2 separate regions of the Sus scrofa genome follow, and region 1 is linked to region 2. Evidence: chromatin contacts called from public Hi-C data. All regions are on one chromosome and are shown on one strand. The core of a region is the stretch at or near the end of the contact, and the rest is flanking DNA. Distances in the headings are between cores, read along the strand shown. Region 1 holds the start of HOXD1 (homeobox protein Hox-D1). Region 2 holds the start of LOC110257186.

Region 1 (4,364 bases), core at 107-2,606, 46 kb after region 2:
CTGGTAATACTTTTGGTGCAGCTTTGTTTATGCACAAGTTCACATCACTGTAAGGAACTGGCTCCCTGGACTGTGATGGCTCCTATTTTCCAGACTTCCTCAGAGTGGAAATTTAGGCAAGGGCTCAATCGCTCTTTCATGACAAGTGGATCAGTAAAACAATAATAAAACCTCGGTCATCATAACTCAGCGGCTGTAATAGATCAAGTTTTCAAGAGCACTTGAATAAGCTAAGAGTAGACTCTTTATTCACACAGAGTTTTAGGAAACCACCCTCTTTCTTTACTGCTGTGTGTAAATAACATTTATTGAATTTGTTATTTCTTTCTACAGCCCCAAAGAGGGAAACTTTTTTTTTTTAATGCTCAAGGAAGTTGCAAAGTCTGTCAATGTAAAGCTTGTCTTTGTAACCCTTCTACTGTTCATTTCCTGTGCCAACTGCATTTTTTATTTCCCGTCTCTCTACACTCAGTAAACAAAACCATATTATCAAGGGAAAGATGTGAGCCCATTAACATTGTGAGCCCTCAGATTTCACTCGCAAGAGACGACGCAGCACTTATCTGATGGAACAGAAGCTTTAATTGCTTCGAGGTACAAGCCCGTCCAAACCTCTGAGATCTGACTGGTCCCTGGGAAAGCTTTGCACCCTGGAGCCAAGCGCCTGGAGGAAGCGTGCGTAGCACGGGTGCGTGCGCCAGCCTCCCGGGGAGGAGCACAACAAGCATTCCACTCCTAGGACAGATTCTTTATTTTGACAACCCCTAGTCAGATGAAGAAATCTGCTAAACGTCTCACAAGGCAGAAACTTTATCTTCAGTTCAAATGGAAACCTGGCACTCCAACACTAGCCTTTATCACGCCGCCACAGATATAAGGAGTGGAAGAGACTGGAGGGAATGCTGCGAAGTAATGTGAAAATCCAGTCTAAAAGTGAAGGTTTTGTGCCGCCCCAGGTACACAGCACTTACAGAAGAAAAATTTGTCTCAAGAGTCGGAGAGAAGGGGGAAAAGGAGGGAAAATTAAACATATACTCAGGTTTAGGAGAGCGATCATATCAGTGCCAAGAAAACTGAAAGCGCATAGGGCTCAGAGAAAAGGGGAGAAACTTTACCTTCTCTGGAAGAGGGCTAGGAGCGACCCCCAAGGGCTGAGCGCCACGCACTCTTTTAACCCTTTCCACGTCATGGTGCCCACATCCGCAACCGAGGGACCAGCCACCCAAGATGCAGAAGAAAAGGCTCTCGAGCCCCCCCCCCCCCCCAGCCTCTCGTCCTCACTGGAGCGGTCAGTCCTGCGTTTCTGCCCCGCCCCGCCCCCAACCTGGTCCATACCTGTCCGGGGAGCAGGCATCCCACGTTCTCGTCCCGCCCTTTCTAGGTAGCTTGTGGGCCGTACGGCTCTCCTCCCGGCCTGGGTGCTCAGGGCGGCGGCCACCCGCGGGTTTGGCAAAGTTGGCAGCGGGGCAGGCGCGTGGAGCCGCGCGCCAGTCGGGACCGGCGCCGTGCGGGGACGGCGCCCATTGGCCGGCCAGCGCCACGTGGCCACCCTCGCCGCTATATTAAGCCACTATTTACCCCCGGTTCGCTTGCCATGGCTCGGCGAGGGCCGCTCGGCTAGTGAGCGAAGGCTGAGTGACGCAGACCACGGCAGTCCTGCCGGCCCCGAATCCCGGCCGGCGCGCTCAGGTGGGTGGGCTGGAGCCATGAGCTCCTACCTGGACTACATGTCGTGCGGCCGCGGCAGGGGCGGCGGCGGCGACGTGCTGAGCTTCGCTCCCAAGTTCTGCCGCGCCGACGCCCGGCCCGTGGTCTTGCAGCCCGCTTTACCCCTGGGCAGCGGCGACGGCGCCTTCGTCAGCTGTCTGCCCCTGGCCGCGGCCAGAGCGGCGCCCTCGCCCCCGACTGCCCCAGCGCAGCCTCCCGCGCCGGCTCCGGCCCCGCCCGCGTACGCGCCGTGCCCCCTGGAGGGGGCCTACGAGCCGGGCGCCGCACCTGCCGCGGCTGGGGGCACGGACTTTGGCCTTCCGGGGCCCGGGCCCGCGTACGACTTCCCGTGCGCTCTCGGGCGGCCGGCCGACGACGGCGGGGCGCACGTCCACTATGCCACCTCGGCCGTCTTCTCGGGCGGCGGCTCCTTCCTCCTCAGCGGCCAGGGGGATTACGTGGCCTTCGGCGAGCCCGGCCCCTTCCCCGCGTGTCTCAAAGAGCCGGCCGACGGCCACTCCGGGGCCTTCCAGACCGCGTCCCCAGCCCTCGGCGCCTACCCCACATCTGCGTCCCCGGCCTCTGGCCTCCCCGCCGCCTTCAGCACGTTCGAGTGGATGAAAGTGAAGAGGAACGCCCCGAAGAAAAGTAAGTACTTGGGCTCTCGACGGACAGGACGCGACTGGGGTTGGGGACGGAGGCTGCCCCGCGGAATTGCCCCGGGGGTGTTTTGCAGCTGTCCCTCTGGACCGCGGTTTGGGCGCGGTCCGAGGCAACACTAAAGTAGGAGAATTCCATTGAGCGTGCCCAGAGTGCCAGGCGTTGAGAAAATTGCAGGAAGGAGCGCTTCTCTCTTGGCTCAACTGAGACCCAGGAGGATCTCGCGCTGTGGCTTTGATTCTCATGTAGCCCAAGCCTCTCCCTAGTTGCGTCTCCGCGTCCTCTGACGCCCCTGTCTTTACGTTGCAGGCAAACTCGCCGAGTATGGAGCAGCCAGCCCCCCCAGCGCGATCCGCACGAATTTCAGCACCAAGCAACTGACAGAACTGGAGAAGGAGTTTCATTTCAATAAGTACTTAACTCGGGCCCGACGCATCGAGATAGCCAACTCATTGCAGCTGAATGATACCCAAGTCAAAATCTGGTTCCAGAACCGCAGGATGAAACAGAAGAAAAGGGAACGAGAAGGGCTTTTGCTGTCAGCCACCCCCGTGGCTTCCCTCCAACTTCCCCTCTCAGGAACGAGCCCCATCAAATCTGGCAAGAACCCGGGGAGCCCTTCTCAGGCCCACGAACCTTCATAAAGTTTAGTCATGAGGCCGAAGAACCATGGCCTGCAGAATTCATAGGCCACCCCACCACTACCTGGACTTATTAGCTCAGTTTGAGATGGTGGTGGGCATGGGCAGAAATAATAGAGGTTTCACTTGGGAGAACTATCTTAAGTGGCTTCTGAGTTCCAGGCTGTGGGTATACAGATGCTAATTTAAAGTCTCTAAAGTCACTTATTTGTGTCTTATCAGGGAAATGGTGCCCAGCCCTGCTGCTATGTTGTCTTAGTTGTATGCAATTCTCGGTGCAGAGTGGCAGAGCATTCCTTGCTGAGCTCTGCCAAGCCTCTGGTGTGCTCAGAAGAAGCATCTACTCAAAGTTTTATCTGGTTTTAATTTAAAAGACTAGGCGACATGTATTCAGCTTCTAGAGATGCCTAAAGCTAGTTATAGGTAGGGCCTCCCTAATGTAGCTAAGCTGCTTCAACAATGGTCTTCACATTTGCACTGCAGCCTTTTCCCCCCTTTTCTTTAAAAAGCAGTTTCTACCTCTTCATGTGCCTGAGTGAAGATACAATCGCTGTTTAGTTGGTAGCTGAAGAAATCCACAGGGTGGATTAAGATCCTAAGCTATACGTTGACACCAGTTACTCAAACTTGAATGTAAATATATACAGTATGTATATTTTTTAAAAGGTTTGCTTGCAATGAACTTATATGTGACATTTAATGTCATAGCATGTGAAGGGTTTGAACTTTTTTTTGTAATAAAAATTACAGAATCTGCTACTCTTTGCTTTTCTTTATGCTCCTTTATTTTGATTATCTTTCTCTAAAGCTGATTCAGTTTCTTCTTTTTGGAATTTCTTGATTCTGCTCTGGGATTTGTTACATTGATAACAACCTTCTGACAGGTTGTGTATGTGAAACAGGGACAATTATCTGAGCAGTTTAAGAGAGAAAAAAGCCCTATTCTTCCCAATATCCAAGTCAGTATGAAAGTATTTCCTTCCTTAAATGCAGGTTATGTAGACTGCATATTAAGTTTAGATGTCCACTGCAGGATGTTGTAAAGCCAAGGAGACACTGCAGAGAGATCTCCTTTTGTCTCCTGCTCTCACAAAAGGAAGAAGAAAGGCACCTTGAAAACTTTGTTAGTTGATTAGTGTTTTCTGAGAAAGGCAGCTACACATCAGAAAGTCTCAGTGGCTGAATTCCCTTTTCCAAAGTCAAGAATTACTGAGTCTAGGAGAGGCCAGTAGTCACAACTTTCCACTTCCTATAACCCAGACTGAGCATCAAAGCTTATAGAGCACACAGGTGCCTTTCTTTTTTTAAAAAAATATATGTTTAGGCATTCCCGCTGTGGTGCAGTGGGTTAACAAT
Region 2 (4,274 bases), core at 1,282-3,781:
TGTATTCGGGATGTGCTTGGTTTGTTAACCTAGACTTTGATGAGTGATGCTTATTTCTAAGGTTTATGGTTTATTGGGCCTTGTGTATAAGATGGAATTTTAAGTATTAACTGTTTCTCTAGTCCTTAGACAGTTTTTGTAACAACGCAAGAAAGGTTCCTCACACATGTAATAATCTATCAAATGAATTTGGATTATTCTGTGCCATAAGGTGAATGCATAAGGTATTCTGTGCCATAAGGTGAATACATTTGGGGAGGTAACAGTATCAGAACACCTGGTGCAGGTCTTGGGAAAAAAACCAATAGACATCTCAGAAATTCAAAGCATGTTTAAGTTAAAACATTGCCTGTGTTTATTTGCTAGAGTAGGAAAAAAGTAGATATTTTGCTCTCTAAATGTACTGTCATGGTGTAGGTCATTGTTGTTTTGCTTAGAAACGAATATTATATGGCAACATTTTCAACTCTACTTCAAAATCACTGAACCAAAATATCTATGAGTCAAAAGAAAATTATTTGGAGGAAAAATGCAATTTTCTCCCACGGACTTTGAATGGCACTTGAGGATGCAGTTCTCAAATCCCATTGCCTTTTCCCTCATGGACACATTGTGAAAGAGTAAAACCTTTGGACAATCTGCCGCATTGCGCATGGGGTTGACCTACACATGGCAGAGTATCATTTTTCAAGCACCCAGCGGAAAACTCTAATTTAATGTTCTCCCCAATATTCCAGTGTAACAATGTTGGCCACAAAAGGATTTCTGAACAATAAACGACATCTTTATAGAAAGGCATTTTTAGTAATTCATGATGGAATGATGCTCATTTCAAAATGGAGGGCTAGGAGATTTGTGGCCCATTGACTTCTGCGGAATTGTCGTGGATCACTACGATCCTCCACAAATAAGAAACAATGATTTTTACATTTGGAATGTCTGTATTTTGTAACGATTCCTCTACTAAGGTACTGCTGAGATCATTCTTTCATATTGGCATAGAGCATTACCTACTGAAAAGCAGGCCCCTGGTGGGGGGGCTCCCAAGGCCCTCCCCTGGCAGTTCCAGAGCCTAAGGAGCACCTAAGTTGGCTGGAACCACGATGGGGATGGGGATGAGTTGTGGCCGTGATTACCAAGCTCTTGTGTTCAGAGCTTCAGTAGCCCTTCCCTGAATTTGGTGACTGAGCACGCCCAAGTGACTAGGAACCTGAGCAGGCTGCAGGTCTGATTATGCTGCAGAGGATGATGTCATGGGCAGATATGGAGGACTAAGGAGCTCTTTGTAAGTCCCTGTGGTAGCGTTAAGAGCTTACTGGAACTAAATGGTCACTTGCATCGAAGGGAGTAAATAATCTGCAAATCACATTTGAACTCAGGCCACTTAGACTACTGAGGAGACTAGTTAACACTTTTGCCACTGCCAGAAATGCTCCCACTGTCCCTGTTAACCTAATCTTTTTAAAAGTAAACGAAATAAAAAAAATACTCGGACCCTAAGAGGCCACAAGCCAGGGAGTGTAACTCCCAGCGTCCTTGGCCAAACTTCTATCCGTTTATAGATCAGGGAGCCGATGGCATGTCAGGGTCTTAGAATCTAAGGTCAGGCAGTGAGCTGGGCTTGCGGTCTCCGAGGACCAGGAAAAAGAACGAAGCTCCTTGTTATAAATATGGCCAAGCACCAGGACTGAAAAACCAAACCTATTTTCCTGTTAGATGCTCCTCCAAATAAATGTATTTCGCCAGAATTCTGCTTTCCGAGCTCGAGAAGCAAGAGAAATCGGAACAAAGACAGTATTTCACTCTGGGCTGGCAGGCAGCTGTTAGAGGTATTTACGGCCTTGCCGCAGTGCGGCCGCCGGGCAGGGCACGCGGGGGCACCGGAAGCTGGGGAGAAGACACCAAGAACTCGGAATTCCGATTTAAGTCCAATTTAGGGTCACTTTTCCGGAATTGCTGTGAATAGATACCCTCTTTCTAGGAACTGGTTCCTTAGACTTCGTAGTTGTACAGAATGAGGGAGAAGTTGAGCTCTCTGAACGTAGGGTGGTTCCTCCCTCCCGTTCCCCTTGATGAAAGACTTGGGAGAAGCCGTGTACTAAATGTGAAATTGCTGATCCAAACGACAACCTTCAGAGGGTTCACTGGCAACATGGCGATTTTGTTGATTCGGAGGAACAGCGCTTGCAAATCAGAAGGCATCTTGAGGCTTTTGACATAGGTTTTCCTGAAAAAGAAAAGTATGTTTCCTGCCTCTCTAAGGTGGGGCATGCAAGGTCCTCTGCAAGTACCTGCTAAAGTAGCGCGCGATGACGCACACCGCCCAGCGCTGCGCACACCTCCCACACAGTTCAGGGCCCCCGAAACGCCTGCCTCGCGCGGTCGCCCGGCGTCAGGCGCATGTGCAATGAAATAGTCCAGCCTGAAGATCCAACCAGCAAAGTACGAGAAGGGGGAGGGGGCGAGTGGACTCGGAGTAGGAAGATATAACCTGATCTCTCCACTCCTCCCTCCCTCTGGATTCGCTACTCATCTTTCCTTTATTCCAACCTTCAGTCTAAATATAGCCAAACATCTTGCCCTTGACTACGTTATTTTCAATCGTCTTGACTCACCACCCCACCCCAATTGAAATCTGTACTTTAGAAACAGGCTGCAAATAAGAGCTAGTGGCCAAAAGAAAACCAAATCTTTCAAGGTGTTAAACACACACATACATTTTTAACACCTTAAAAGAAGACCTTATATGTGACCCTCGGGGGCGTATAGATTTTTTCAGCCTGGTGCTTAGGCTTTGGGAAAAGGCCTTTCCTCTTGGAGCCTGTTCAGACCGCCAAACTTCAGGCCGATCCTTCAGCCAGACCACTCCCGGATCTTGTTACGCCAGCGCAGCACGTTTGAGGGCTCCGTGGGGGCCAGCGGCTCAGCGGAGCGGTCAAACAAATAAAAAAATAAACAGACAAACTGGAAGGCTTTTCCGCCTGGGCTCGCCTAATTAAGAGGGGGGGATGCACGCTCCTGGGCAGAGAGCCCGTTGTCGATGCTGGGGGGCTGGGGTGGGAGGCGGCCTCAGGGTCCTCTCGCCTCCTTCTGGCCACCCCAGGGGACCCTAGAGAATCAGCTCACAGCCTCTGGCGCGGGAAGACCTCCGCCGGCGCGAAGAAGCCGGCCCTCGGGTTTCCGGGGCTGGCACAGTCCCCCTGCTCGGCTGTCTGGCGCCTTGTCCAGGAGGAGGCGCTGTAGGACAAGCGTCTTGGCTGCGGAGGCGAGGGAGATGCCCCGGCCGCGAGCGGACCGGGTGGGGTGGGGGGAGGGAAGGACACGTGACCCCGCCCCTCTCTCTCCCCGCCCTCCATCTCCGCTCGCAAAGTGTTTTCCGCCTCTGAGGAGAGTTGGCGCTGGCGACGCTGCGCCCACCCCCAGGACAGGCTTCGCGAGACGCGCAGCAGAAGGAGCCCCGAGGCCTGGGAGTCTGAAGGCAGGTACCGGGGTGGCGGTCCACCTCACTTCCTCCGCCTTCCTGGAGGGGGCGCGATTTCCGCGCTCTAGGCTTCGAAGCGCAGGAAAAGAGCTAGGGTCCGGTGGTGGGGCAAGCTGCGCACAATCCGCGGGGTCCCAACCAGTCCCCTATTGTTGGGCTACTGTGCTTGCCACTTTCCCTTCCCGCAATCCCTGCTACCTGGAACGGACACCCTTGAAGAGCATTCAGCACGTCCTCCCGTAAGCAGACGGGCCTTGTCCTGGCTTACCCAGGACAAGCCAGGGTGAATCCTGTTGCTCGTGCTGTTAAAGAACTCCGCAGGTGCTCATCTTTCCTCCTTTCCTCACCATCGACACACTCTTCTTTCACCGTTGGGCCCATTTCAGGCCTTTCGTGGGTTCCACGGGGGCATTTCCTGCATCAGTAGTGATACCCAGTTTCAACGACTGGCTCTGATCCAACTCCACTGTTCCTCATTGCCTCCTGGCAACACAGTCTTATGCCTCCTTCTTTACCTTAGGCCAGTGATTCTTAATGAAGGCCTGCATTCAAGTCTCTTGTTTATAATCCAGGTTCCTGGGCCTCACACTAGACTTACAGAATCAGAATGCAGTTTGTAAACATTCTCTACCATAGCAATTAGGATGTATACTTATGTTTGAGAATTACAAGTCAAGGGTGTCTCCTGCTTCTTCTATGGTTCCTTGGTCTCCGGCGCCAAGTTCTCTCTACCACTCAGCACCCCCCTCCCATAGTTCTGGGGGCTCCCTCTTCAATTAGGTTTTCTAATGTC

The links. A called contact is a pair of places that touch in the nucleus more often than the background predicts.
Region 1: a Hi-C map of epiblast stem cells shows a contact between it and region 2, with 1.4 times the contacts expected there. The contact joins the promoter of HOXD1 here to the promoter of LOC110257186 in region 2. A contact is called at or near these places in 8 of 47 Hi-C or Micro-C datasets (embryonic fibroblasts, epiblast stem cells, fetal skeletal muscle and 3 more) and 1 of 2 datasets of contacts at active chromatin or transcription factors (skeletal muscle).

What each region holds. Positions count from the first base shown.
Region 1 is chr15:81,986,262-81,990,625 of Sscrofa11.1, forward strand. It overlaps HOXD1 (homeobox protein Hox-D1), which reads left to right and starts at 1,357. Exons shown (of 2, transcript XM_001925017.5): 1 at 1,357-2,355; 2 at 2,677-3,765. The coding sequence starts at 1,707. The coding sequence ends at 3,011.
Region 2 is chr15:81,938,852-81,943,125 of Sscrofa11.1, forward strand. LOC110257186 reads right to left here and starts at 2,532. Exons shown (of 2, transcript XM_021076352.1): 1 at 1-2,532.